Regions from separate parts of the Sus scrofa genome. Here all the other regions are linked to region 3. The links are chromatin contacts, called in public Hi-C and promoter capture Hi-C maps. All regions are on one chromosome and are shown on one strand. Each heading gives the region's core, a stretch centred on a gene start, on an enhancer-like site or on the middle of the called end of the contact. The rest is flanking DNA. Distances are from core to core; before and after follow the strand shown.

Region 1 (7,169 bases), core at 4,132-6,631, 380 kb before region 3:
AATTTGGGTACTCATCCATAAAATTTTAAGTATTCACAAAAATATCTACAGCATATATAATCTATACAAAATTCATCTCTTAAGATTCTTATTAAAATATTTTAAGTTAATGAGTCCAAAAATGTTATTTTGTTCAAAAGACTAGTTTCCAAGCAATAATCTTCCTTAAAACATGTTCATTTTAACTTTAAAAATCTACCTCATTTTTTAACCACATACTTGATTTGTGAGAAATTTCTATTTCTACAAGAGGTTTCATTCTGTTTTGCATCAGCATGGTCATCATGTTCAGGAAGCTGGGTTTTCTGAGTGGGTGCATGTAAGGGAGGATTAAAGTAGAATTCTTAGAACCCATCTCTCTGCCACTGGGACTTTCCTAGAATCTATCTACCTAGCTACTTCTTAGTTTTAGCATTAAGTTATTTCTATATTATTTAAGTAACTGTTGAAAGGATGATAAAACTTTCAAGTAAGCATGACAGAAGATCCTAGAAACTTCTTACTAGCATCGGCATATAAAGATGCCTGAGAATGCTACAATTTGCCAAGAAAAAGGGGAAGAGATAAAAGTCCCATAAATAACCTCACCAATATTCTACTTTCACCATTTAACAATGAAAAAGTCCCATTGATTAATAATGGTTACAAGACATCAAAACAAACCAGTATTTTATTTGCTTTGTTTTTCTTTATTTTTCTTCTTTTTATATCATCTTTTAGTATTTCTGTAGCAATCAACGCTGGTAATGTCTAATGGTCAAATAAAATCAACTTTCTACTATCTATCCATAAATAGATAAACCATTTCTAGCCTAGGGTGACTAATCTAAAAAACAGTAAAAATAGGTGAATTATTTCTCCAGTCACAAAGCAAAAATAGAAGAGGAATTTGGTCTCTGAATCTCCATCCAGAACTTTGTTTCCAGAATCATTTGGCCAGTTTTATTAAGTCAAAGGAAATATTTATTCTATAACTCTCTAATATATAACCTAAGTAGTATACAAAAAGTTTTGTAGATTATGAATGAACAAAGTGATTAGGGTGATTATGAAACAGCAAAATGAAGCGCACATGCACGCACACACACAAATACTATGACTCATTAGGCCAGGAAAATGGTTACGGGTAATTTTACACCAGAGTGTCAGCTAATAGGATGTGATAGTCATAACTTTCCCTGTGAAATAATACACAAACTATTCACACTTTGTGATATTAAGATAAAAACATTTGAGAGAAATTCAATTTTAAAGGACACCAATAATTCTACCTAAAAAGAGTAAAATGAAGTAGCCAAAGGAAGAATCTGAAATTTTTTAAAATTTACTTTTATTTGAAAAGAAACCACCAGTTTGAAATTAAAGAAATATCAGCAGTTCTATAAAATTTGCTCCTCAAAATCACTTCAACTTGATAATATTTTAAATAAGGCTGCATAAAGTCTGAATTTTTTCACCACATTCAAAAATACAACTTTTCTATAATGTCTTCACAGGATAATTGTGCATTTTTGAAAGTTCAATCAAATTCAAGGTTTGAAAATTTATCAGTTTAATAAAGTGAAATCAGGCCACCCAGTGGTTAACATGGTGTACTGCATATATATTTCATTTCCAAATCTGGACTGCAAACTGGCATCATTATAGTAAGACAAATTCAACTTCATCTGACCATTAAGAGCAATAATGAAATAAATACTTAAAGGAGTTCTAGCTAGCTAACCATAAACAAAAACAATGAGAAACCATTTCTATTTTATTCCATTAGTGTGTGTATATTTTTTAATGAGGAAAGACGATTACAAAAGAGTTCAAAATAGGAAATATATTAAAGCTAGAAGGTACCTTACAGACCACAAAATTCAAACTCCTTATGTTAACAGACAAAAAACTGGGACATAGCGTTTACTTGCTTTCCTAAAACAATATTGCTAGTTAATGACAAAGCTGATTTTAAAAAATCAGCTCTTATGTCAGTATTTTTTCACCCACAACACCCATCTTGTTAGAAACAACACTGTAAAATTGTTTCCTATGCACACACATGCACCAGTGAAAAACATCTTTCAATGCAAGAGCTGGCTTCTATCTTTCCAGTTTAGGGTAACCACCAGTCATCTCAAATGTAAATAACTGAATCTGTTACTGCTTAAATAGACCTTTTAGCTTCAAAATGATATTTTTTAAAGCTTATTTTTATGAGTGGAACTGGCTTTTAAGACCTAAAATTAATTACTTAATACATAAATATGGTTAAAAATTAAATACATATTAATAACAAATACACCCATTTTAGCATTGCTTGTAAATTATATCATTAAAAGCTCCAGTGGGATCTAAAACTGCTTAAAGTCACAAGACAAAATACACCTTTTCCTTTATGTAAATCCAGATCAGAGATACTACAGTTATCTTAAAGATCAAAAGAGCTAACATCCTCCAGTTGTTTCAACCTGAGGTTAACAGTGTATTACCCCCCACTTTTTTTTTTTTTTTTTTTTCAAGATCATACAGGAAAGGTGTATTACAGGATTTATGCCTGCAGTTTTATGCAAAACTTTTACACAGGAAAGTATACTTTTCAATCAAATATTTAAATGACTGTATAAGTGAAGATCTTAAAGTGCCTGAATTATGCCCTTTTTCATTCAACTACAAATTAAGTTCACATTTACTCCTAAGATATTTGGTTAAAGGCATAAGACTAGACTTTGCCCAATAAATCATTTATCCTTCAAAATTTTCACTTCCTATTATTTTCTAAGATAAATAAATCATATTTACATACATAAGAAATATAAATTAGAGCACAAAACACATTCAAGTATGAAAAGACCCTAAGAAATACACCATTCAGAGGTGATAATTTCTCCTCACATCCTCTACCTGCATACTGCCACAGGGAGTGTAGCTTCAAGCCAACTGCATTTAATTACTCCAAACTTATGACCCTTTCAACATTTCTATAATACATTTCAATTAATTTTTAGAGCTGAGAGGAAAAGTCAACAGTACAATTAAAGAAGTCAAAGCTCACAGAGTTATCAACAAAATAATTTACACAAGCAAATTAATCAATTTCTTTCTTAGCCTATTATTATGAAGCATACACAAATTAGGGACAGAAAACTGACTGGAGAAGGCATTCAAGCATCCATATCTAACCATAACTAACTCCTGATGACAGCATTAGCCAAAAAACTCCTTCAAATAAGATTAAAATCAACACTGGTAAGTAGATAATGTCACACACTGAATATAAACAAACTTCTGTTATTGAGTTGACATATTCACTTTTCACTGGGCTTAATAAAGGTTTAATTTTTTTTTAAAAAAAAGCTTTTATAAAGGCCTAAACTGGTACCTCAGTAATTACAGATACAGGAGCTTTTTACTATCTTTTCTGAAGACTGAGAAGTTAATTGGGTCTTGACGTTATAGAGCAGTGATTCTCACCTGGGTGATTTTGCCCAACCAACAGTTATTTGGTAACGTCTGGAGATATTTTCAATTGTCACACTTGGGGGAAGTGGGGTGTTACTGGCACGTATCGGAGAGAGGCCAGAGGTGCTGCTAGACATTCTACAAACCACAAGACAGCCCCCCTCCCCAATACAAAGAATTGTATGAATCGGATAAAGACCAGAGGTGCTGCTAGATATACAAACCACAGGATAGCCCCCCTCCCCAATACAAAGAATTATCTAATCCAAAGTATCAACAATGCCTAGGTTGAGAACCCTCTTCTAGAGGTGCATGCGGGTGTGGGTACACCTGTGGCACCTCAAGAGTCTGATCTATTCCCTAGCTGCTACAAAATAATAATCTAACAAGGACTTGATTATATTCTGTGCTGATTTCTGCCAAAATGCCTTGCATATAGATGCTTAACAAATGAATAAAGCCACAAATATTATGTGCAATTATTGCCAATTTTTAATGGAGATCTGCAATGAATAAATCTAGCATTAAAATTCAATTTAGGAAATACACTTCCAGTTAAGACTTTGAGGCTATGGATCTAGGTAAATAAAAACCATTTGGAAATCCTGTCAAACTTCTCTTCATGTTTATTTAATAATCCTGACAAAAAGGGCCCTAGTTTTTTGTCATCTAAGTGATTACTACACACAATTTAGGAGTAGCTACTGTAGTGACATATTAACAAAGATGACATGCATAAGTTCAATCTAGCAAGTTTCCAACAAAAGCCATGTCCTGTCTCTGTGCAACACTTCCGTAGACACACAAAATATTAAGTGAATCAAACACATTGTTTTATTTTAAGATCAAGCTACTGGCGGTAACAGTGTGACATCTCCCAGTAGAGGATATTAAATACATATATATATATATATATATACACATAACACTAAAACCATGAGGATGGTAATTACAGAAAACATCAAAAAGAGCCTCTCTACTCATGATTCCTCAGAGGATTTCCATACCTTTCAAGGTGGCAGAGATGGCCGAGGGGTCCCCACCTATATTTAACACAAGAGTTCCTATTTTTAACAGGTCCAGTAATTCAGAGAAAAAGAGGCCCTCTGAATGCCACTTTGAGGTCGTCCGGCCAGGTCAGTACCCCAGCCTCACCAGAGGAGCGGACTCCCTGAAAGCACACAGACTTACCTGCCAAGAAACTCCCACCAAGAACTTGCCGCGAGAGATTGTGGGTCCGGACGTGCGCTGGGGGGGGAGAAGGGACTCAAGGAAGCAACCCGGGCATCTGTTGCTCACTTCGTGAGTCTTAAACACACCGGTCCCCGACTCTCCACACGTCACAGCTGCGCTCCGGCCAGCGTGCCGAAGCGGCTGTGGAGCAGCGGGCAGGATAACCTCGGCCCGGGCTAGGCAGGGCCTGGTGGGGAAGCGGCGGGAAAGGCAGGATGATCTGAGCCGAGACTGTGCCGACAGGCCTGGAGAAGGGGATGTCACCCACCTGCGCGACCTCTTCGCCATCCTTCAAGTACCGCATAGGCGCAGGCTGGGCGGGGACGCAGTTCAGCCTCCTCCAGCCTCAGGCGAATGCTCCTTCTCCCCAACCCTCCCGCCGCTTCACTCGCTCACGCTCCGAGGCGACCGAGTGCGGAACTCAAGTTCCCGGCAGAGCAGGACGGAGGGGCGGACCGAGACCCGCCCCCGGCCCGCAGCGCCGCTCCTAGCCCCGGCCTGGCCCGGTCAGGGATACCCCCAACATGTCAGCAGGCGCGCTCCTGCCCTCCGCTGGCCGCTCCCCCTGCCTCTCAACCTCCTTGCCGCGGTCCCAGCGCGGCTCCGCCGCGGGAGCCGACCCCCGCCCTCTCCCCGCAGCGAGCCGCTCTGCAGGGCTCGCAGCCTCCTGCAGGGTTTTGTCCGCACCGCCGAATCTCGCGCCCAGCCTCCCTCAAGAGCCGCCGTTTGAATCTGCGCACGCGGCCCGGAACCTCATTGGCTGTGGCGGCGGCACGCGGGGGAACGAGGGCGGGGCCGGGAGAGCGCGCGCGACTGAGGGCGGGGCTGGGGAGCTGGAAGCCGGGACTGGAACTCGCGGGAGCGGGGGAAGGAGCTGGGAGCGAGGGGGTGGGGCCGCAGGCGGGGCTCGCGGGTCTAGCTATGACAGGACCCGGAGCGCGCCCAGCGCCGCACCGCGAGGGGGCGGGGCGCCGAAGGCCGCGCGGGGCCTACTGGGAAAGCAAGTTCCAGGCTCGCGGAGAGGCTATCTGGCCGGAAACGCGGCCTGAGCCCAAATTTAACGGGATGCGGCACTGTTGTCCCTGGGGGTTGAGCTGTCCTGTCAGGGATTGTCCCCGCACCCTTCTCTCGGCCACAGCTGCTCACTCCTGGGGTGCATCCCTCCTGTTAGGAGGCGCGGTCTTCGGATTTGAGACAAATCTAACTATAAAATTTGCGCGGCCGTTATTGTTTAAGCAAAAATGAGAGCTCTTTTGGCCCAAACTTGGTAGTCAAGATTCTGTAGCAGGAAACTGAACATCAAGACCGAGCAAGAGTGTGACAGGTGGAAAAAGTTTTCAGGTAGACACGTGCTTGGAATGGAAAAGGGAAAAAAACAGGGTCTGCGGCTGGTCTTCAAAGAGCTTAATCCACTACCCGGTTCTGCAGGAAATAACTGCGGTGCGCAGTGAAGGAGCCGTGATCCCGGAGAAGAATGCGGGAAGACAGGAATGGACTGGGAATTACGCGCAGATAACCGAGCGCGGTAGTCAACAGGAGAAGGTTATCTTCCTTCGCAGGAGAGAGGGGAGGAGTAAGGAACTGCTGGGGAGGAGCTTCTAGCAGTTACAAGTACGAACTGCTCAGTTTAACTCTTATTAAAGTAGATTAATTACAGTAATGATTAGAAATGCTAAAGGATCCAAATTTGCAAGGTAACATGCTCTACTGCATAGAGCACAAAACCACATGTTAATGTAACAAAACTTACATTTTGCTATTTTGAAATTTTACGCATCAATTTTTGCAAATCAAAGATGCAGGTGCAAATGTGAATTAAGAGGCGCTTGCATGTACTACTTTCAAAACTTAAAACACCTGCCTTTTAATACTTCCTTTTTCTCAAGTTAGGTTTCTGGGACGGTAAAACAGCTTTTCTTTCAAATCATTCTTTATTGTGTTGCTAATTCATTTAAAAAAAAAAAACCCTAATTTAGAAAGTAATGTCGTTTGAAAATAGTTTTCTTATATACTCCTAGGTCTTAATACTCTGCTTATTTACATCCTAAAAGGAAACCGTCTTTCTGCTATATTTAGGCTACAGTCAGTTTTATACAGAATACCTTTTTAGAGCTTGAAGACAGGTATTTTAGATTTTGACAGCAAACTAAATTCCCCTCACTTTAAAGGTAAACATAACTCCTCAGAAAGATAACATTACAAATTCATTTAAACTAGTTATAAAAAGACAAAATGTGGAATTAAAGTGGCTCACAGTTATTTCAGTACACATACTCAAATATAACCTGACACTGGGGGGGGGCGGTTAAATCAAAATGTTTAATAAAGAATTTTTATTCAGAGTATATAAAGAATTCTCAAAACTTAATAATGAGTTTGGTGAGATTGTAAATGGGTGCAACCACTGTGGAAAGCAGTATGGAGATTCCTCAGAAAACTAAACATAGAACTACCATTTGATCCAGCAATCCCACTCCTGGGCATCTATCCAG
Region 2 (7,348 bases), core at 472-2,971, 300 kb before region 3:
CTCTAGAAGTGAGATTTCCTTGCTTTTTCCAGCTTCCAATGGCCATGCACATTGCCTGGCTCTTAGCCCTTTCTCCACCTTTAAAGCCAGCAGTGTTGCACCTCTCTGACCATTCTTCCTTAGTCACACCTCTCTCACTGACTCTTCTACTGCCTCCCTTTTCCACTTTAAGGACTCTTGGATTACATTGGAGCTACTCAGAAAATCCAGAACATTCTTCCTATCTTAAGGTCAACTGATTAGTAACCTTAATTCCTTCTGTAACCTTAATTTGTTGCCATGTAATATAATATATTCAGAGGTTCTTGGAACCAGGATATGCCTTTTGGGGGAAAGTTGGGGGATCTTTCTGCCTATCCAAATGGGTATGTGTTATATGTATCCAATTTATATATATTATAGTTGACCTTTGAACAACATGAGTTTAAACTGTGCAGGTCCACTTATGTGCAGATTTTTTTTCAATAAGTACATACTATAGTACTACATCATTTGCAGTTGGTTGAATCCATGGATATAGAACTGTGGGTACAAGGGCTGACTTAAATTAGTCACTAACTGGAGTGCCTGTTGTGGCTCAGTGGTTAACAAACCCGACTAGCAACTATGGGGACGTGGATTTGATCCCTGGCCTTGGTCAGCAGGTTAAGGATACCGCATTGCCATGAGTTGTGGTATAGGTCGCAGATGCAGCTCAGGTCCCACCTTGCTCTGGCTGTGGTGGAGGCTGGCAGGCTACAGCTCCAATTCGACCCCTAGCCTGGGAACACCCATATGCCAAGAGTGCAGCCCTAAAAAGACAAAAAATAAAGTTAGCCACGGATTTTCAGCTGGGATCAGGGGAAAGGAGCCAGTGCCTCTAATAACCATTCCCCCGTGTTGTTCAAGGGTCAACTATATACATACAAATTTTAATTTTACCATATATTGTGTTCTTATTATCTGATTATTTCTCTTAATCCTCACAACAACTTTATGAAGTAGGAAGTACTTTTCCAAATGAAAAAAATTGAGGCTGGGGAGCTAGTCAATGTCCTGGGTTCAGAGCTGGAAAGCAAGAGTGAGATTCAAACCCAAGGTCATTTTCCTTTAAAGCCATGTCCTTAAAACTACACTGTATTGGGAGTTCCCTTGTGGTGCAGTGGGTTAAGGATCTGGCATTGTCACTGTGGCAGCTTGGGTTGCTGCCATGGTGTGGGTTTGATCCCTGGCCTGGGAACTTCCATATGCTGTGGGCATGGCCAAAAAATTAAAAAAAAAAAAAAAAAAAAAAAGTTCAGGAGTTCCCATCATTGTTTAGTGGTTAACAAATCCAACTAGGAACCATGAGGTTGCGGGTTTGATCCCTGGCCTTGCTCAGAGGGTAAGGATCCCGGGTTGCCGTGAGCTGTGGTGTAAGTCACAGACTCGGCTCGGATCCCAAGCTGCTATGGCTCCAGCGTAGGCAGGCAGCTACAGCTCAGCTTCGACCCCTAGCCTGGGAACTTCCATGTGCCGTGGGTGCGGCCCTAGAAAAGACAAAAAAAAAAAAAAGCTCAAAGATATTGTCTCTTTATTGCCTTTATGTGCTGCTTACAGTTTTCTAAATTGAATTTTATATTATCATAGACTTTCATAACTAATTTTGACTTTTCATGCCCAAAGTTTCTGAACTGTTAATACTGCTTGCTTTTTAAAAAGCCAAATGGGTATAAGTTCTTCCAAAGGCTGTGATCTTTGGACTTTGCTTATTTGCAGAGTTTAAAAGTAAACAAGACCCCAGGAAGTCATGTGATCCAGTTTCTTGCCTTGAATACCTCAAATCACCACATTCTTTTGCTATTTAGGGAAATGGTACAGGATTCCATTTTAAGGATACAGGCAATTTTAATTTCTGTGATCTTAGATTCCAGAAGTATTTTCCTCTACCTCTTTTTCATGTGATTGTTCTCCAGTGCAAATAAGTAGCAATTAAAAATACCGTGTCCCAGGAGTTCTCCTTGTGGCTCAATGGAAACAAATCTGACTAGGAACCATGAGGTTTCTGGTTGGATCCCTGGCTTTGCTCATCAGGTTAAGGATCTGGCCTTGTCATGAGCTGTGGTGTAGGTCACAGACAAGGCACGGATCCTGTGTTGCTGTGGCTATGGTGTAGGCCGGCAGCTGTAGCTCCGATTGGACCCCTAGCCTGGGAACCTCCATGTGCTGTGAGTGCGGCCCTAAAATGCAAAGTAAAACAAAACAAAACAAACAAACAAAAAAAAAAAACGTATCCCAATCATGGGTTAAAATTACAAGTAAGGAGATGAAATTTGAAAGGCATAGCTGAAGCCAAATAACATGCCTGTGAAACTTTCAAACAGATGGTACTAGGCTTGAAGAAACTACACAAGGCAAAAGTGGTAAGATAATTTAAAATGCAGTATACTGGGAAATACATTCAATAGTGAAGGCAGTCCACATTGCAGAAGAAAAAAATTGAAGTATTTTTCTCATTTTTCTCATGTTATATCAAGGATATAAACCCCCCCTGAAAGTACAGTACATCTTTGTATCTTGAATCATCCCTCTGTCTTAACACACTGCTTTGCAGAGGAAGTGTTTGTTGAATTAGTAATTTTTTTTTTTTTTTTTTTTGCTTTTTAGGGCCACACCTGTGGCATATGGAGGCTCCCAGGATAGGGGTGGAATCGGAGCTTCAGCCGGCGGCCTACGCCACGGCCGCAGCAACAAGGAATTCAAGCAGAGTCTGTGACTTACACCACAGCTCACGGCAACCCTGGATCCTTAACCCACTGAGTGAGGCCAGGGATCAAACCCGAAACCTCATGGTTCCTAGTCAGATTCATTTCTGCTGTACCACAATGGGATCCCCTAAATTAGTAATATTTATATAAGATTGCATTAAAAGCACCTAACACATATCTAGAAGAGAAAAATAAGTCATGAATGGCTTATTTAAACTACATAAAAACTAAGTGGGTGTTCAAATGGCCAGTTTCAGGAGTTCCTGCTGTGGCACTGTGGGTTAAGAATCCAACTCAGTGGCTCAGGTCGTTGTGGAGGCTCAGGCTCAATTCACCCCCACCCAGTGGATTAAATGATCCTAGGTCATAGCTGCAGCTCAGATTCCATCCTTGGCTCAGGAACTTCTATACATGGTGCATCATAAAACAAAAACAAGGGACCAGTTTCAAATTCAAATCCCAATCATTACCTATGTAAAGGCCAGGTCTGGAGGAGGGGAAGGAGTTGAGAAGCAGGTGATACTGTGCAGTTTAGTCACAGGAATAGCCTATTGGATAAGGAAGGAAGAGAACAAAAAGCAGTAAATTCTTTTCTTTTTCTTTTTAAGGCCACACCTGCAGCATGAGGAAGTTCCTTGTCCAGGGGTTGAATTGGAGCTGCAGCTGCAGGCCTACTTCACGGCCATAGCAATGCCAGATCCAGATCTAAGTTGCAGCTTGCGGCAAACTCCAGGTCCTCAACCCAGTGGGCCAGGCCAGGGGTCAAACCCAAATCCTCATGGATAGTAGGTTCTTAACCTGCTGAGCCACAACAGGAACTCCTCATTTGATGTTTTGTTGCTTGGCACATTATTACTTTTTAAAAATCTTGGTTTAGCACTTCGCAGATCTGGTTCCAAGACTAATCATTCTGTGTTTTAATAACTATCATAGCTGAAAAATATATTTCAAAAAGATATTTAGATTTAAATGGAAGAAAGGCATTGTTGGCTATATCTATTTAAGTGCTCATTTCCTGTTTCATCAACCAGTTCTGCAAAGGTTTATGTTGAAGTTTGACTAGTAAATTTCCATTTCCCTGCCATCAATCCACAATTCTTGCAAACTATAGGCATACCTTGTTTTATTGTGCCTAAATTTGTCACTCTTTGCAGATCCAGCATTTTTTACAACCGGTCTGTTGCAACCCTGTGTCGAGTATGTCTATTGGCACCATTTTTCCAATAGCATTTGCTTACTTTGTGACTCTGTGTCACATTTTGAAAAGTTTGCAATGTTTCAAACTTTTTTTCTTGTAATGGTGATCTGTAATCTTTGATGTTCCTGTTGCAAAAAGATTATAGCTCATTGAAAGTTCAGGTGATGGTTAGTATTTTTTAGCAATAACGGATCTTTTAAATGAAGGTATGTATACTTTTTAAAAGATATAATGATGTTGCATATTTAATATACTATAGTAGAGTGTAAACATAAATTTTATATGCACAGGAAAACCAAACTCACTGTATTGAAATATTTGCTTTAATATAGTGGCTGGAACAGAACCCGCAGTATCTCCAAGGTCTGCCTGAAATTTAAAGGCATTGCATTTTATCTTTTCAACAGATGAATTTGAGACCCACTGAAATCTATTTTTTGAAAATATTTACACAAGTTAAAAAAATTGTTTCCAAAATTTTAAAGTGTGCATATATATAAGTTTTAAGAGGACACACATACTGGGTGTTTTTTTTTTTGCAACACAATTACATACTTTCAAATATCATTTTCACAACATTCTCTCCAGAATATTTCTTTCAAAAAATGTGTACAAATATATGGGTTTGTTTTTGTTTGTTTGTTTGTTTTAGGGGCATACCCTCAGCACGCAGAAGTTCCCAGGCTAGGAGTCGAATGTGAGCTGAAGCTGCTGGCCTACACCACAGCCACAGCAACTCGGGATTCCAACCGAATCTTCAACCTATACCACAGCTCACGGCAACACTAGATCCCTATCCCACTGAGCGAGGCCAGGGATTGAACCTGCATCCTTATGGATACTAGTCAGATTGGTTCCTCTGCGCCATAACAGGAACTCCCACATGTACACTTAAAGGGGGAAAACTTTACCTTGAAAGTTCTACTCACAGAAAAAGTAGGGAAATTTGGATCTCTTGTTTGGTTGGGTTTTTTTGGTCAGAGGAAAATGCATCATTTGTCTGGATTTTTAACTACGCTTGTAAGTAATAATAACAACTAGTGCTTATGTAAAGCTTATTTTGATGGCAGATTTATATATACATATATATATATATAAACTCACTTTACCCTCAGTACAACCCAGTGCAGTAGATACTATGATGATCTCCATTTTATAGATGAAGAAACTGAACCACAGAAATATGAAATAACTTGCCCAGAGTTACATGGCTGCTGATAGCAGAACTATGGTCAGATCAAGGCTGTGTGTATCCAGGAACTATACTTTTAACCCCAAGCATCTCGAATACTTGATGGAAAATAAAGTTTCCATGTTTACTCCCCATATCAATACAAAGTATTATGTAGATTCTCTGAAAGGATTTGTTTTTACAAAATTAATCACATCATGACCTCCTACGTTACAACTGCAATATGCTGATGGCAGATGATTGAGAGTTTTCCTTCAAGAGGAAGCCCACCCTTCTCAGGATAACTCAAAGAGCGTACGATGACTGACAGAGGACTGTATGAGCATGCCAGTGTCAGTGTGTATGTTAAACATAACGTTTAATTTCTTTCTTTTTAGGTAAAACAAATACAGTCTATCTCTGACTTACAATGGTTCGCCCTAAGATTTTTGGACTTCATGATGGTGTGAAAGCAATATGAATTCAGTAGAAACCGAACTTCAAATTTTTGAATTTTCCTCTGTTCCCAAGCTAGGGATGTACTATTGGATACGCTCGGATACCCTCTTGTATGCTGGACAGTGGCAGCAAGCAGCTCCCAGTCGGCCATGCAATCAGGAGGGTAAACAATGGACACACTTCCAATTATTCCGGACCCAGACGACCATTCCTCTTTCACCTTCAGTACAGTATTTGATGAATTGCATGAGATATCGAACACTTCATTATAAAATAGGCTTTGTGGGAGTTCCCGTCATGGCGCAGTGGTTAATGAATCCGACTAGGAACCATGAGGTTGCGGGTTTGGTCCCTGTCCTTGCTCAGTGGGTTGAGGATCCGGCGTTGTCGTGAGCTGTGGTGTAGGTTGCAGATGCAGCTCGGATCCTGCATTGCTGTGGCTGTGGCATAGGCCGGTGGCTGCAGCTCTGATTCGACCCCTGGCCTGGGAACCTCCATATGCCGCTGGATTGGCTCAAGAAATAGCAAAAAGACAAAAAAAAAAAAAAAAAAGAAGACTTTGTGGGAGTTTCCTGGTGCCCTAGCTGGTTAAGGATCCTGCATTGGCACATTGGTACTTCTGTGGCTCAGGTCACTGCTGTGGCACAGGTTCCCCTGGCCCAGGAACTTCTGCATGCCTCAGGGGCAGCCAAAAAAGAAAATGGTTTGTGTTAGAGCATTTTGCCCAACTGTAGGCTAATGTAAGTGCTCTGAGTACATTTAGGGGAGGCTCCGCTAAGCTCTGTCGTCTGATAGGGCGTATTAAATGCATTTTTGACTGAGGATATTGTCAACTAACCATAGGTTTATTGGGGAATGTCACCCCATTGTAAGGTGAGGAAGTGCTGTAGACATTGGGATATTTTCTTTCTCAACAGTAGTCGTTTGTCTTGAGTACCCCTAGGATGTGTACCCTCCACTTTGGATGTCTTCTGTCTTAACAAGTGTGATGAAATTAAAAATCACCTAGGAAAAATGCCTTTGGTAAAACAGGTGCAGAGGATTTCAACAGGATAATCAAAATAACCTCTTACATATAATTTGAGAAGATAAGTAGGCTAAACAAGCACTTAAAGTTCCGATTTTATTTTTAATTTCTTTCTTTCTTTCTTTCGGCCCCACCTGCTGCAATTTCCTGGACCAGGGATCTAATCCTCGCCACAGCAGCAACCCAAGCCACTGCAGTGAAAATGCTGGATCCTTAACCCGCTGAACCACAAGTGAACTCCTAGAGTTTAGATTTTAAAGTCTAATGATGAAATATAATTTTATGTAAGAATAATTCTAAGTTGCATTATAGGAGTGTAAATTGAAGAGTGGAGAGAATACTCAGGACTCACCCTACTCAGGACTCACCCAATCATCTCAAAGAAGATTCCATTTCTCATAATGGGAATCTCATCTAAAAAAGAATGGAGAATTTCAAAAGAATTTATATGAGAGTTGTAACATATTAAAAAGAAAGAGAAAAAGAACAACAAAAGAAAGAGAGAAAGAAAGAAAAGAAAGAGAGGCGTTCCCTCATGGTTCAGCGGGTTAAGTATCCTGCTGTGGCTCTGGTTATAGCTGTGGTGATGATTTTGATCCCTGGCCTGTGAACTTAGCCATGCCATGGACACAGCCAAAAAAGAAAAGGAAAGAAAGAAAAAAAGAAAAGGAGACGTAGATAAAGTTAAAAGAACTGAAGCGGTTTATTCTAGAAAACCCAGGGAATTTAAAGGTCTTCTGGTATATGAAGAGTTATAGTCCCTTTAG
Region 3 (6,591 bases), core at 1,518-4,017:
CTTGAATGAGAATTTATTTAAAAAAATCATGCTAATCTTATATATAGATGAGAATAACTTAAAATATAAATTTTTATGTAAAGAGAATAGTTTCAAGTTTAGAAACTCAAAAAGTCACCATGAGACTCTTAACTTGCAGTTACCAAATTTTAAGGAACAATATTTTTACCTGTTTGGCATTTTCTATGTATGCAGCCATGTACTCATATGCAGCAGCCTGAGCATTTACTCGGGTTTCAGTGCCCTCTACAGGCAAAGCAAAACTGTCCATAATGATCATGGTTTCACCATCCACCTTTCCCAGCATCAAGCCCATCACTTCCAAGTTGCCTCCTGATCTGGCATGCATCACCATTTTCAGCAGAGCCAATGCTGAGATTTTGCAGTACTTAAAGTAATGGTGACTACAAAACAAAAGCATGGTGTAATTAACTTTCTTACATAAAGTAGAATTTCAAGACAGTTTTTGTGGAGATTAACAAGCATTGAGGGAATTAACACTGATAGAATGGGGAGGAAGAGTGTAGAATGGAAAGAAGGAGGAAGTAGAAAAGGGAGATGGAAACACATCATAACCTTGCAAGGTATTTCCCACTGGGGAAAGGGAACACTATGAAATAGTGGGCATTTATTTTGGCCACACCCATAGTATGCAGATGTTTCTGGGCCAGGGATTGAACCCAAGGCACAGCAGTGACAATGCTGGATCCTTAATCTGCTGAGCCACCAGAGAACTTCTGAAAAAGTTTTTTAATATGCTATTCTTACATGACCACTTCAGTAGACTTTTTCTCCATTAATTTTGGTATCACCAAATCTTTTTAAATTTAGAGTTGATTTACAAGGTTGTGCCAAATTTTGGTTTCTGACTGGTTGGATGGATTTACCTCATTATTCTCAGGCCCTAACGTTTTGGCCTAACAGTTAAGAATGTGGGCTCTGGAGTTCCTATTGCAGCTCAGTGGTAACAAACTTGACTAATATCTATGAGGATGTGGGTTCGATTTTTGGCCTCGCCCAGTGGGTTAAGGATCTGGCATTGCCATGATGTACTACATATACTGTGGAATGATCACCACAGTAGGTGTGATCGAAGATGTGGCTCAGATCTGGTGTTGCTGAGGCTATGGTGTAGAATGGCAGCTGTAGCTCTGATTCCACCCCTAGCCCAGGAACTTCCGTATGCCATGGGTGTGCCCCCTCCAAAAAAATGTGGGCTCTGACATCCATCTGCCTACCTTTGCATCCTTGCACTACCATGTCCTAGCTGTGACCTTGAGACATTCACTTAATTCTGTGCCTGTTTCCTTATCTATAAATAGGGATATTTCACAGGGCTGTTGCTAGGAGGAAATGAAGTAAATGAAATAATGTATATAAGGTACTTAGCCTAGTGCCTGACACATACTAAAACTTTTTAAATGCTAGCTGTTGTTAGCATTATCAACCTATCTTTTACAGAACTCTCAAAGAAGTCTGTTGAGGGCTGTGGCTTCTTTCTGTGGTATCAGCCTCAAAATGGAAAATGTAGCCTTATCTTTAGTTCTGCTATGATCACTGTTTAAGTTTTTCATCTGTGGTTGTGACTAAACTACTGTTGAATAAAATTACATTTTGGTCTCACTGATGTGGCTCAAGACAGCTAGGTTGTATATAACTAGAGATACAATCACACAGCGAGGCTAATAGTTTCCAAATATTTAATAGGCTCTATCAACCTAAAATGCACAGCCTGCTATAGAAAGAGCAGGTGAGGCAAACCAACTCAGTGCTCAGTCCTTAGTAAGTACTCAATAAACATTGCTGAATCTGAATAATGACAATTAAAGCTTGCCTTGTGGGACAGATGAAGCATGGTTTTTGTTGTTGACCACCGCTTTCCCATCTATCTCTCTGTTAGAGACGGTGCTCTTTTAACTCTATCTCTAACAATATCTGCTCTCAGGAAAGGATAAATGCTGTGGGAAAGAATCCTCGATCTGTCATCACTCTCAGGGACACAGCTGTTTTGCTAAATGGCAAAGAACTCTATTGATTTAATTTGTAGCTTATGTGAACTTGCTAACATTTTGGGAGACTAAGTAGAACCTCGCGGTGTTTCTAAAATAATTACCAGCAATCGAAAAACAATTACAGATCTAAACGATGGCTTTTAATTAAAGACCGTTGGGCTGGCTCAATTTCTGAAGACAGCTACAGTCTCCAGTCTAAGATCTGCTGCAAGTCCCAACAAAGTGTATACCGACACAGGATTCAAGGCAGAGTGTGTAGCATACGTGACGGTATGGGTGTTGAGGAGTAAAAGCCCAAATCACCGCTTGCCGTTTTCCTTTTCCATTCTCCCGAGGCAAACGGGTTAAAGAGACAGAAAGGGGAGTCAAGCGAGCCCCAAAGGAGGGACTTACGCTCAACTTGCGCGGATAAAAAGGCAAAGCAAAAATTCTCAGACGCTTACTCTTCCTCTTCCCTGCACAAGAAAAGACAAGCCCAGTCCCCGCTTCAGCTCCCACCCCTACTGGGTCTCTTAAACTCCCGCCACCCTTCCCTCCCCAGCATTTCGCCAGGGACCTCCTCACTCCTTAGTCCAGGGTTTCGCCGCCAGGATTTCTTGCTGCTGTTTTTTGTCGTATTTGTAGATTTCATCGATACTCTGGGCTTCCTGCATGTTGTTGGCTAATTCCCACGTTTTCTGGGCCATACCACTCCCAGAAGCCGCCATCGCAGAGGATTCGGAGAAGTTGTTGCCCCTACAACCAAGACGCAACTTCAACCTCGCTAGGTTTCCGGGTGTGGGCTTCAGACCCACCCCACCGCAGGTGCAAACTGGTACTAGACTCTCGAGGCAGCCATGACACCTAGAACCGGAGGTGAAGTTGGTACCGACCATTCGAGGATGGCGGGGGTCCTTCCGGAACGCGACGGTGTAAACAGCAGTTACACAATAGTTAGAGACAGAGGAATCTCCTTGTGGATTAAATGAAGACATATTATCTTGGAAAATTATATGTGTGAATTAAGACAAAAACAGCGTTTATGTAAGGAATGGTATAGCCTTCCGCACCGGAAGAAGGGCATGTAACGTTATGCCAGAAAACGAATTGACCTTCCTTGTTCGTACTGCGCAGGCTCGGCCTCCGCCATATTAAAAATAGATCCTTAAACGGGGATGGGAGAAAGAATTGTTTTTATGTAGGTGCAGGTACTTTAAATGCAGTAAGTTTGTTGAAAGACTTAAAAAAAAAAAAGGATGTCTGGAAAAATTGAGATAAATAGTTCTGAATGCTGGCTTTGAGAGAATACATGACATCCTAGTTTACTTTCAGATGAATCACCGCACATGTGTAAAATCCTATGGGCTCGTGGTTGGGCACTAAGCTTCTCTTGGGCGTTCTCTAGCGATCATATGAAGCTGTGGAAACTCGTGGATGGCTACGGTCATGCCTTGGTGTGTTTGTAAAAATTAACATCTCTAGGCGCTATTAATGTCCCGAAAATGTCCAGTACCCAGTTGCTATAATAGTTTACAGTTTAATCTTCTGCATTGCTCTGTGGAACTAACTCTGCTCCGAGACTGAATTAATCTAGGGGGAGTATTGGTTGTCATCCAAGAGTTCAAACGGTATTTAATTATTTCATTATTTGCTTGTTTTAGTTATTCTCCCCCCCCCCCCGCATTAGATTCTAAGTTCCAAAACACAGGGACCAGGTGTGCTCCTTGTTGTATCCTCAATGTCTACCATAGATGTTCAATTTTTTTCCCCCTGGGGGAAAAGGGGAGGGGGGGCATCACAATTCACCTCTCCAGTTTCATCTTTCTTTAGTTACCCTGAAACTTTGCATAAGGTGGCTAGCATTGCCTGAAAAGCTCTCCCCTGACTTTTCGGACTGGGAGTTTAAACTTACATTTAAAAACACAGCTCAGAGCTCTCTGCCACGCAATCCTTCTTAACTTTTCTCTCTCCAGTAATCCTTCTGCCGTGTCTCTAAATGCCTGTAGGTGCTTGCATAACTGTTACAGTGCAAGGAAATAATGTATTTGTTTACCTGGAAGTTTTTCTTTTCACTCTCAGTTTCAGAGTGCAGGGCACTTGGTTCTGAGCTGTATCCTCCACTCCTAGAAAGCTGTGTGACATTTAGTTAAGACAACATTAGTATTATGGAATCCACAACTCCGCCTGTGGTTTTGACATTAAATTCCATTTGAAGAAAATTTATCTTTCAAGCCCTCGTACAAACTAACAAGATAAAGGTCACTTAGTTCCACTGTCCCGGGAATCTAGATATCTCTTTTCTAGTGGTAGCATATGGCCACTAAGTTTTGGGGTGTACTGCATATGTTGAAATTAATAATAGAAGCCTAGGACAAAACGTTGACCACATTCCTGGGAGAACGATAATGCCCTGGAAAGGTGTGCCAACAAGTTTTCTCTCACTACCAACCTTATCCACTCCCCCACCCCACCCCTAGGCTTTGACCCTTAGGCCGACTGGAGGAGACAGAATCAATTTCGCTTTGGGAAGGGGCTCCTACAGTTTAATAGTACTCAGGCGGAGCGGGGGAACCAGGTGGCTGAGTACCCCTCCAGGTGCAGGCGAGCCCTGCGAATTGCCGGGCGTGTATGCGGCCTCCGGGGCGACAGGGGGCGCCCCCACCGCGTGGCCTTGCCCCGCGGCCATAGTGGGGGCGGGGCCGCGTTTGGCCGTTGGCAAAAGGCGGGCGGAGGGTTCGGCCCGAGAGGCGGAGCCCGGGCCGGGCGGCCTGTGCCCCTGTTCCCGCGCTGGGCGACCGCCGCCACTGCTTCGCAGCGTGAAGAGCTTCACCGGAGCGCTGTGCGACTTCCCGGACGAGCGCCTGCTTTCCTGAGTAAGCGAGCGTCGGCCGGGGGTGGGAGCGGGCCGGGCAGGGTGTGGCCGGAGTGGGGGGCGTCCCGGGGCTGGGTTCGAGGCCCCGGGGCGAGGGCAGGGGCTCCCTGGGGCGGAGGTCTCGCGGCGGCCAGCTTGGTGTCGGTGCCGCGGTTACCGGGCTTGGGGACAGGGGTTCTCTGGCGACTGAGGTCTCGCGGCCGCCGGGCTAGGGGCGGTGCCCGAGTTACGGCGCTGCAGTTTTGCGGCTACAGGGCGGGGGGCCGGGTCGGGGTCTCGCGGCAGCCTGGTTAGGGGGCGGTGCCTGGTTTCCCGGAGGTGAGGGTCTAGCTGTTGCCAGGCCGGCCCAGGGGCGGTGCCTTGGTTACGGGGTCTGGACTCCAGGGCCGCTACTACAGCCGCCGCCTCCGGTGCTGTTGAGACCCGGTTGCCTGACAACGGGTTGACGCTTCCTAAAGAGGCCGCCACCCACGGTGCGCAGCGACCTGCTGTGCCTCCGCTCTCGTGCCTTCCGTCCCCATCGCTGCTCTTGCTGCTCGGCTAAACCTTCCAGAGCATCTTTTCTTGTACTTGTTGCTGGTTAATGGTTAACGTTTACCGAATGCTTGTAAGCCCAATGCTCTCAGTGCTTTGCTTTGCGAGTAAAATTTATAAGATTACGCACAGTCCTGTGAGGTCGGTGCTATTATTATCCTGTTTCCTCTTGGCTCCTTGAACTGTAACCTTTTTGTAGTTGCCTTGACTTTAGGATTGTTATTTGGGATTTGAATCCCATTTTCAGTAAATGTTAGCAGTAGGACTCAATTTTTTAGCTTGGATTTCCGGGAAGACTAATTTCTAAAGTAAATCATCATCTAGTTTCCAAACACCTAGGGAAGTGCAAGAGCCTAATAGAAACCAGTATGAGTTCTAAAAAGCCGACTACGTCAGAGGGTTCAACTTTATGTGAAGGAATGGCTTTTCATGTTGACAAAAAAACAGGAACCCTATGATAACTAGTAAGATGCTGCTTTTTTTCCCCTGCATATTTCTTCTTACTAGGAGTGCAGTGACTTTCTGCGGGTTAAGTATATGATGAAATGCTTCCTAGGGATGAAATTTTGGGTTTCCTGCAGTACAAATGACCTTCTGGAAGGGAGCAGGTGGTTATAGATAGAGGATTGAAACAGGATGCTTTCTCGAAGTTTTTAGACACATGTGATTTAGCTCATACAAACTTCATTATCCTTTAACATGATTTTGTCTTAAGTTCTGATTGGTTTCCTGAGTAGGAGACAAAGGTGTTTGAGTAAATGTTTTGGCAGTTTTAGGTAACCAAAAGGTTACCTAATTTACTGTCCTTAGTCATTGTTAATTATGTATTATCAACAGCTGCTAACAAATTTAGTCGTGCCTTTATATATTCATGCCCTATCTCTATCTTAACTCTCAACCTCCTTTCTCCTCCCAGTAATAGGGTATTTACTTTTTAGCCACATTTAGAGGGATTTGTCAAAGTTTGGATGTGCCCTTGGAAGTTGCTCATGTGGATGTCATCTGCCAGGAGAAAAATATTGAGTATCTTTCATTTGGTGGAAACATCTCCAGATGGATGGGAAATGAAAAACATTGTCCTGGTTTGGCTCATCCCTCACTTTCTTCTAAGGCTTTTTCACAGGCTCTCCCCTGCACCCCAAATCCATATGTAATCACTCCTTGCTATTCTGTCCTCAGTCCTGTTTTCCTTTG
Region 4 (7,117 bases), core at 1,060-3,559, 330 kb before region 3:
CATCTATATTTACAGGAGTATAATCATCAGGATTCTTTTTGGCAGTCTGATGCAATATAGTGTGGACAACTTTCTGAACCAGGATTTCACTCCCAAATTCACCTGGAAAGTGCTTGGTAACAAGTTTCATCGCAACATCATAAACATTACTGTTCAAAGACGCATCACTTTCATACTGGAACCAATATACTGTTTCTCTGACCACTCTTCCACCCCATTCCAAAGTAATAGGAAAGGCTTCTGGTAGATTGTCATACTCTTTACCATCCCAAAAATGTTTGAATCCACAACCACACTTGCCACCAGTGGACCTAGAATTAGTTCTGTCCCCATCTAAATACACAATAGACCCATCTCCTCTGACCCTTCGCACAGATGTGCCATGGCACCAATTACAGGCTGTTAGATTACTCAATCCATAGTCTGGTACCAGAACATCTTTCACTGAATCATATGAGCAAACCAAATTGTTCAAGGGAAAGCTATAATTTTTGTCAGGCCTCAGCTGTCCATGAGTACTTTTTGCCAGGTTATACAGTTTCCCTCCTGGAGCCAACCACTCTGGAGGAACATGAAGTTCAGAAAGGGCACCACAGAGCAAACATTTGTGAAGGCGATTATCCATTACTGCTTTTTTAGCAGCTGCTGTGACTTCTTCAGGCTGAACTCCTATCACCCCCGTCCTCCTGTAGAAATACTGGTGGACGTCAGCCACCAAACTAGGATGGATACCGTGTTTGTCCATAAAGACTTCTTCCATAGCAGCAACAAGCCTAAGTAAGTATTTATCTTGCAAACTTCTGTCTCCTCCAATAACACAACCACCATCCTCCTCAAGTTTGATGTACTTCTTAATAAGGTCCTGAGGTACACCCCATGCTTTAGGAAGCAAATTCATAGGCAGTTTAGGCAAAGCAGCCCCTTTTATGCCTACCAAGGGGATATAATGGTTTCTACCAGAGCTACTCCATGCAATACAGATTGGTTTGTTCAAATGACCATCTCTCCCAGTGCACTTCTCTGCGGGGATGAGCCCTGGCAGAAAGGTGGCAGAATAATCCCCAGAGCTTCTCATGCCACTGAGAGAATCTAACAGAATAATAGGGCGATGTAACACATTGGCAAGACCAAATATGTGGATGTTCCTCAGGCCCAAGGGAACACCCTCAGGTGGTACAAACAGAGGGTCACACTCATTGATAATGTCCTCCCACTCAGCGGCATCAATGAAGTCGTGGAACAGGGCTTGATATCGGGCCAGGTGCTGCTGGAAGTGCTGTTTAAGATTCTCTCGCAAGGCATGCCAGAAGAGCTCCCGGCCTACCAGAGCCCGGGACACAGCATGCACCAGGCAGTGTCCATCCCCATCCACATGCACTGGAATGAGGCATTCCTGACTTTTATTGGCCCGCTTGATGTCCTCAAGAGTGTCATGCAAATACAAGAGGCTTCCGGAGCGGTCCTTGCCATATCCCACCGTATTCACATGCTCCGGTTCGATGAGGAAGGCGCGGTCACCCAGTAAAGCGCAATCGAACAGTTCGCCCTGGTTCATATCCCGGAGCAGTTTAGCCCGGCCTGTCTGCTTGTCCATTCCGTAGCGAGCTAATATGGGCGACAACAATTTGCAGTGGTAGTTGGAAAGGCCCATCACCTTTACCAGTTCCGTGTTCTTCTTGGGTGCCCCTGTCACCCCGAGGAGCGCGTTCCGCAGCAGGTTGTGTAGCACTACGTCCGGGTCAGTCACCTCCTCCACCCCCAGCAGCTGTTGCTGCTCGTGCCGCTGTCCGCACTCGGTACACTCGATGCTGACAGAACCAGAGGCCGGGAAGAACAGGCGCGCCTGGCACTTCGGATCCGGGCAGCTCCCGGAGAGGATTCTCCGGTCTCTCCGCTTCGAGAGCCCCCCCGGAGCAGCCGCCGCCGCCGCCGCCAGGGACGGCGGAGTCTGCGGAGCCTCTGGGGGAGGAGGCGGCGGCGGCAGCGGAGGCGGCGGCGGCGGCTGAGACATCGCTCTCGGTTCTCGAGTCTCGCTCCGCGACCCAAGCGACCCTCAAAGGCTCATAGCCCAGACCCCCGCCGGCCCGACTCGGTCTAGTCCAGGCCCAGGGCGAATCACTTTCCTTTCCCTACCAGCTCCTCCTCCTCCTCCTAAGCGAAGGCGGAAGCGCTGGACGTTGTTTCTCTTTTTACTTCTCCACTGCCGTAGCCGTTGCCCCGAACGTAACGGCCACCACCCTACCCCGCACTCACACTCACTCACTCTCGCTCTCTCTCCCTCAGACACACAGACATACACGCCCTCGCTGAGACTGCGCAGGCGCAGCTGCCGCTCTACCCTCTGGGAATTAGAGTTTTTCAGCCTTCTCCTAGCCCTCAAGAGGTAGGATCTTAGGGCCGCGAAGAACTACAAATACCGTGAGGGTAAGCGTTTCAGCGCCCGCGGAGAGGAGGAAGAGGAAGGCTATCGGAACGGGGACAGAAAGGAAGACTGTCACTCACGTTGCCTGCCGGGAGTTGTAGTTTTTACTGTATCTCTTTTGTCGTCTTCCTCACTTTGGGGCCCAAGCAAAATGAGTATGAGAGACCACATTTCCCAGGATGCCCTGCGGTGCGACCAGCCTCACTTCCCCCTTAGACGGAGGGGAGGATACAGGGAAACTTGGTTAAAAACAGAGTTAAAGGGAATGGGTCTCGGAAGCCGAGGGTCTGAAGTTCAAGACTCCTAGAAGGGGAGGGGAATGAAAGCCACTCAGTGAAGAAGGTACAGTAAATAAATGTCCAGCGACATGGCGGGCTGGGAAGTTAAATGAAATGGTCTAGTCTAGGCTGGAGGTCACGAGAGGAAAAGGGTGGGAATGGTGTATTAATTCTCGGAGTGTTTCTCCAGGTTTTTTTTTGTTGTTACACTCCTCTCTTCTCATTCCTATCTCTGTTACAAGCCACTGAGGCTCTTCAGCCCCGTTGTCTGCCTTTTTTCTACTCTCTGGGAAAGAGGGTCACTGAGGCGCCATTTGTTTCCTCGTTCCGTGTACGTCTTTGCAGTTTGCAGTACAGATAACAATACCTTGGATGTGTATAGAGTTTAAATATACCTAAGCCCTTTACCAATATACATATTTTATATGTACATATTTAAATATACATATATGTATGTATAATATACATACAATAATATACATATGTACAATAACTATAGATATTGTTTGTGTCTTCCAGTCCTACTCGCAGAGTCATAACAGCTATCATTTATTGTGTTCTTGATATATGCCTGTCACAGCATTTACATACACGATATCATTTGATCTTCATAATATAATAATAACCTTGTTAGGAAACACGTCCAGAAAGGAAATGACTTGCTCAAGTTCACAGGCATTCAGACCTAGATCTGTTCCCATTTTACAGACCAGGACATAGGAAAGCTTAGGACAGTACTATATAAAATAGTAACTAACTTATGGATACTATTTATAGTTTACATTCACATATATTATTTCATCCTCACACCTGTAATACCTTTACCAAAAGATATTGGGTCTGGAAACAGACCAAAAGGAGTTAAATGGCTTGTCCAAAGTCAAATCAGCAGGCTATCTCAGAGCCAGCAAGGGCTTTTTACATTTATTCCTGCAAGAGAAAAAAAAGAGTTCTTAAGCTCAGACCTTTAGTTAGGTCTCAGGGTTTCCGTTTAATGGGGCTGTAGGAATGTTTACCTTGAGGGGGGCCACAGACCTGTTTTATTACTTGTGTGCTGGGTAACTGCCTCTTCATGCAAAACACATTCATATGTTAATTGAAAGCTAGTATTATCTTAATATTGTACAGCCAGCCCCTTCAGTTATCATTCTGAAAATTCTTGCTTTCTGAGACTTTAGATAAGTGAACTGCCTCAAAATTTCTGAAACATTTGGCACAAAATAGATACATCAGTGCAGTCCCTGAGGCCACTCAAATTTTGTAGTTGCCAAGGGAACAGTTTATCTTATTAGGTTTTTTTTTTTTTTTTTTGTCTTTTTGCCATTTCTTTTGGCCGCTCCCGCGGCATATGGAGGTTCCCAGGCTAGGGGTCTAATCGGAGCTGTAGCTGCCAGCCTACACCAGAGCCACAGCAACGCTGGATCTGAGCCGCATCTGCGACCTACACCACAGCTCATGGCAACGCTGGATTGTTAACCCACTAAGCAAGGGCAGGGATCGAACCCGCAACCCCATGGTTCCTAGTTGGATTCATTAACCACTGCGCCACGATGGGAACTCCTTATTAGGTTTTTGAGTAAATAGAATTTGATCCTTCAAAATTAACCATCTGTAAAATAACACTCCTAAAGGATGTTAGTACTGACTTTCACCTAATTATTGTCTATGATTTTCTTCTAAAGAGCTGACATTTTTCAAAGAGAAATCCTTCAAATATTATTTTCTTGCACAATTCTACCTGGCCCATGCAAAAATAATATTACCTTCGTACAAGATAGGTAATGTTACTTATTTTGAAGGGGATAATTTCATGCAGGAAAATTTATTTCTAATCTGACAGTAGTTTGGTGGTAACTTCACACGTGGTCTTAGAACTGACTTTTATAAATTGAGAAATTAGATATGCCCTTTAAGTGGAAATTATTTTCTACTGTGACTGAGAAGTTACACCTTCGGTGAAAATGTATTTTTCTCATTATGAAAGCCTCAGACCATGGGAAGAATAACAGCAGTGTGCAATTCTAACACTGTCATGAACTTTTTTTTTTTTTTTTAATGGTCGTACCCATGGCATATGGAAGTTCCTTGGCCAGGGACTGAATCTGAGCCGCAGCTGCGCCGGATCCTTTAACCCACTATGCCAGGCTGGGGATCAATTGCCCCTGCAGTGACTGGAGCCACTGTATCAGCTTCTTTCTCTCTCTCTTTTTTTTTGGTCTTTTCTAGGGCCGCACTGGTGGCATATAGAGGTTCCCAGGCTAGGGGTCGAATCGGAGCTGTAGCCACTGGCCTATGCCAGAGCCACAGCAGCGCGGGATCTGAGCTGTGTCTGCAACCTACACCACAGCTCACGGCAATGCCGAATCCTTAACCCACTGAGCAAGGCCAGGGATCGAACCCACAACCTCATGGTTCCTAGTCGGATTCGTTAACCACTGAGCCACAACAGGAACTCCTGTATCAGCGTCTTAACTGACTCTTCTTAACTGACTGCACCACAGTGGGAACTCCTATTATGCACTTTCATGTTAACATCACCAAGGCAAATTTTCCTTATTGATGATACATATGAACAGTGAAATGGATTTTTTAAATTGCATCTGAATATGTCATTCTGTATCATACCTTCATAAAATAAATACTTTCCATCCTACTGAAGAAATGAGTAGTCTTTCTCTGGCTTGTCAGGCACAATCTATCTGACTGGTCCAGCATTCATCTCTGGAACCTGGATGAATTGGAAACATTCTTCCCAAATTAAATTTGATACTTAAACCCATTTGACACTATAGTACTCCTACTTTTAGAGATTATATACTTTTGAGGAAAAAAAAAATAGAAATGCCCTGGTATAAAGCATAGTTAATGGGTGGAGGGAGAGGAAGTGAGTTTTCAAGCATTTCTGGAATTAGATTGTTTAACCTCAAAGTCATTTGTTTAATGAGTCTATAGATGCCAAGTTCAGAAGGTAAGAAAGCTAATATAAAGAGGCAATGATATTAACCAGGCCAAATTCAATATGTGAATTAATTCTTTACAGGCACTTAGGCATGGATGCCTATAAAGTAAGAAAAAGAAGATTTTTTGTTAGGATAAAATGTGGCATTCTATTTTCTATAAGGCCATAGAAGTGCTTAAAGCTTCTTACCTGCTTATGTGACATGCACATGTTCTTCCTCTTCTCCCTAGTCCCATGACCTTAATTGCCTAATAACCTTCACACAATCTTTGTGGGATAGATAATAGTTCTTATTCTTGCCTCAGTATTCCAGATGGGGAAAATGAGCTAGGCACCTAGTGTTAGCTGTTATGATACCTACTTCTTCTACCATCATCACCCCAGCATCATTTGTATCTGAATTGTCAAAATTAATTTAAAACTGAAACCTGGAGTTCCCGTCATGGCTCAGTGGTTAACAAACCCGACTAGTAACCGTGAGGATGTGGGTTCGATCCCTGGCCTCATTCAGTGGGTTAAGGATCTGGCATTTCTGTGAGCTGTGGTGTAGGTCACAGACACGGCTCAGATCCCGCGTTGCTGTGGCTGTGGCGTAGGCCGGCAGCTACATCTCCGATTGGACCCCTAGCCTGGGAACCTCCATATGCCACGGGATCGGCCCTAGAAAAGACAAAAAAATAAAAATAAAATAAAAGTAAAAAATAAAACTGAAACCCATTTTTTTCCATAATTTCTAGTATGACACTTCTAAATCTCCTGTATTCCTTTTTTTTTTCTTCCCCTCCTATATTGCTTTTAACAAAGCTGGTAAATGTGAACAGCAAGAGGCCCCCACTTAACAACAGAACACCTATCGTTTTATTCTCTTTTATATAGGAAAAAGAAGGGAAGCATAACTGTGGGGATTGTTATAGTGAGCCCCTTTCTTTCTCATGTGAAACATACATCTCTACTGAGAATTGACTACATCACTCCAGATCCCGACCCCAGATAATCAGACTTTGTGTCACAAGCTTTTGTGAAGCTTGGGGTGGACATGAGAGGGACTTAATTATTGAAGTAGGTATTATAGGAACTTAAAAGGATGAAGAAGGCCATGTCTATCCCAAAGGAGCGCAGAGTCTAATAGAATAAATAGGCTAAGCAAAATTGTTCATAAATACAAGAAGAATAAAGCATATAATCAAGACAATACAAGAAAATAAATACCACAAATGCTATGAAAAGTTTATTGCAGGCTTATATAAGGCAGCTGTTTTAAGTATATCATCTTTAAAACAATCCTGAAAGATAGGTTGTATTGTCCTTATTATTCAGATGAGAAGATTTAACTCTGAGAGGTTAACATTATTATCATTTTTACCACCCAGCTAGCAAGTAGCGGAGCTGGGCTTCAAATCAAGGTTTTCTTTCATGTTCAGCACTCACTCTTTCCACTACATCATAGCTGCTTAGTGA

The links. Promoter capture Hi-C pulls out the DNA fragments that hold promoters and counts their contacts. Hi-C and Micro-C count contacts between places; a contact is called where the count stands out from the background.
Region 1: a promoter capture Hi-C map of liver shows a contact between it and region 3, with 5 times the contacts expected there. The contact joins the promoter of MYBL1 here to the promoter of COPS5 in region 3. A contact is called at or near these places in 2 of 5 promoter capture datasets (fetal liver and liver), 3 of 47 Hi-C or Micro-C datasets (embryonic fibroblasts, fetal heart ventricle and liver) and 2 of 2 datasets of contacts at active chromatin or transcription factors (alveolar macrophages and skeletal muscle).
Region 2: a Hi-C map of liver shows a contact between it and region 3, with 7 times the contacts expected there. The contact joins the enhancer-like site here to the promoter of COPS5 in region 3. A contact is called at or near these places in 1 of 5 promoter capture datasets (liver) and 7 of 47 Hi-C or Micro-C datasets (embryonic fibroblasts, fetal heart ventricle, fibroblasts and 3 more).
Region 4: a contact with region 3 is called in a Hi-C map of liver, with 10 times the contacts expected there. The contact joins the promoter of VCPIP1 here to the promoter of COPS5 in region 3. A contact is called at or near these places in 2 of 5 promoter capture datasets (fetal liver and liver), 8 of 47 Hi-C or Micro-C datasets (embryonic fibroblasts, epiblast stem cells, heart right ventricle and 2 more) and 2 of 2 datasets of contacts at active chromatin or transcription factors (alveolar macrophages and skeletal muscle).

What each region holds. Positions count from the first base shown.
Region 1 is chr4:68,118,290-68,125,458 of Sscrofa11.1, reverse strand. It overlaps MYBL1 (myb-related protein A), which reads right to left and starts at 5,381. Exons shown (of 16, transcript XM_021089286.1): 1 at 4,946-5,381. The coding sequence starts at 4,965. It overlaps LOC106510063 (a long non-coding RNA gene), which reads left to right and starts at 5,678. Exons shown (of 2, transcript XR_001308193.2): 1 at 5,678-6,018; 2 at 6,106-6,422.
Region 2 is chr4:68,036,199-68,043,546 of Sscrofa11.1, reverse strand. All of the region lies in intron 1 of LOC100521447 (serine/threonine-protein kinase Sgk3), which reads left to right. It overlaps LOC106510061 (a long non-coding RNA gene), which reads right to left. Exons shown (of 4, transcript XR_002343276.1): 2 at 6,950-6,995; 3 at 3,197-3,274. Among named protein-coding and RNA genes, the nearest start is that of VCPIP1, 34 kb to the left of the region's middle. Within about 2 kb of position 1,721, at least 5 of the 83 cell types and tissues checked have an H3K27ac peak or open chromatin away from gene starts, as enhancers often do. A contact at or near this core is called in liver, where this site is marked.
Region 3 is chr4:67,736,992-67,743,582 of Sscrofa11.1, reverse strand. COPS5 (COP9 signalosome subunit 5) reads right to left here and starts at 2,767. Exons shown (of 8, transcript NM_001105300.1): 1 at 2,577-2,767; 2 at 170-404. The coding sequence starts at 2,719. All of the region lies in intron 3 of CSPP1 (centrosome and spindle pole-associated protein 1), which reads left to right.
Region 4 is chr4:68,068,595-68,075,711 of Sscrofa11.1, reverse strand. It overlaps VCPIP1 (deubiquitinating protein VCIP135), which reads right to left and starts at 2,309. Exons shown (of 3, transcript XM_003355045.4): 1 at 1-2,309. The coding sequence starts at 2,011. LOC100521447 (serine/threonine-protein kinase Sgk3) reads left to right here and starts at 2,620. Exons shown (of 17, transcript XM_021089284.1): 1 at 2,620-2,764.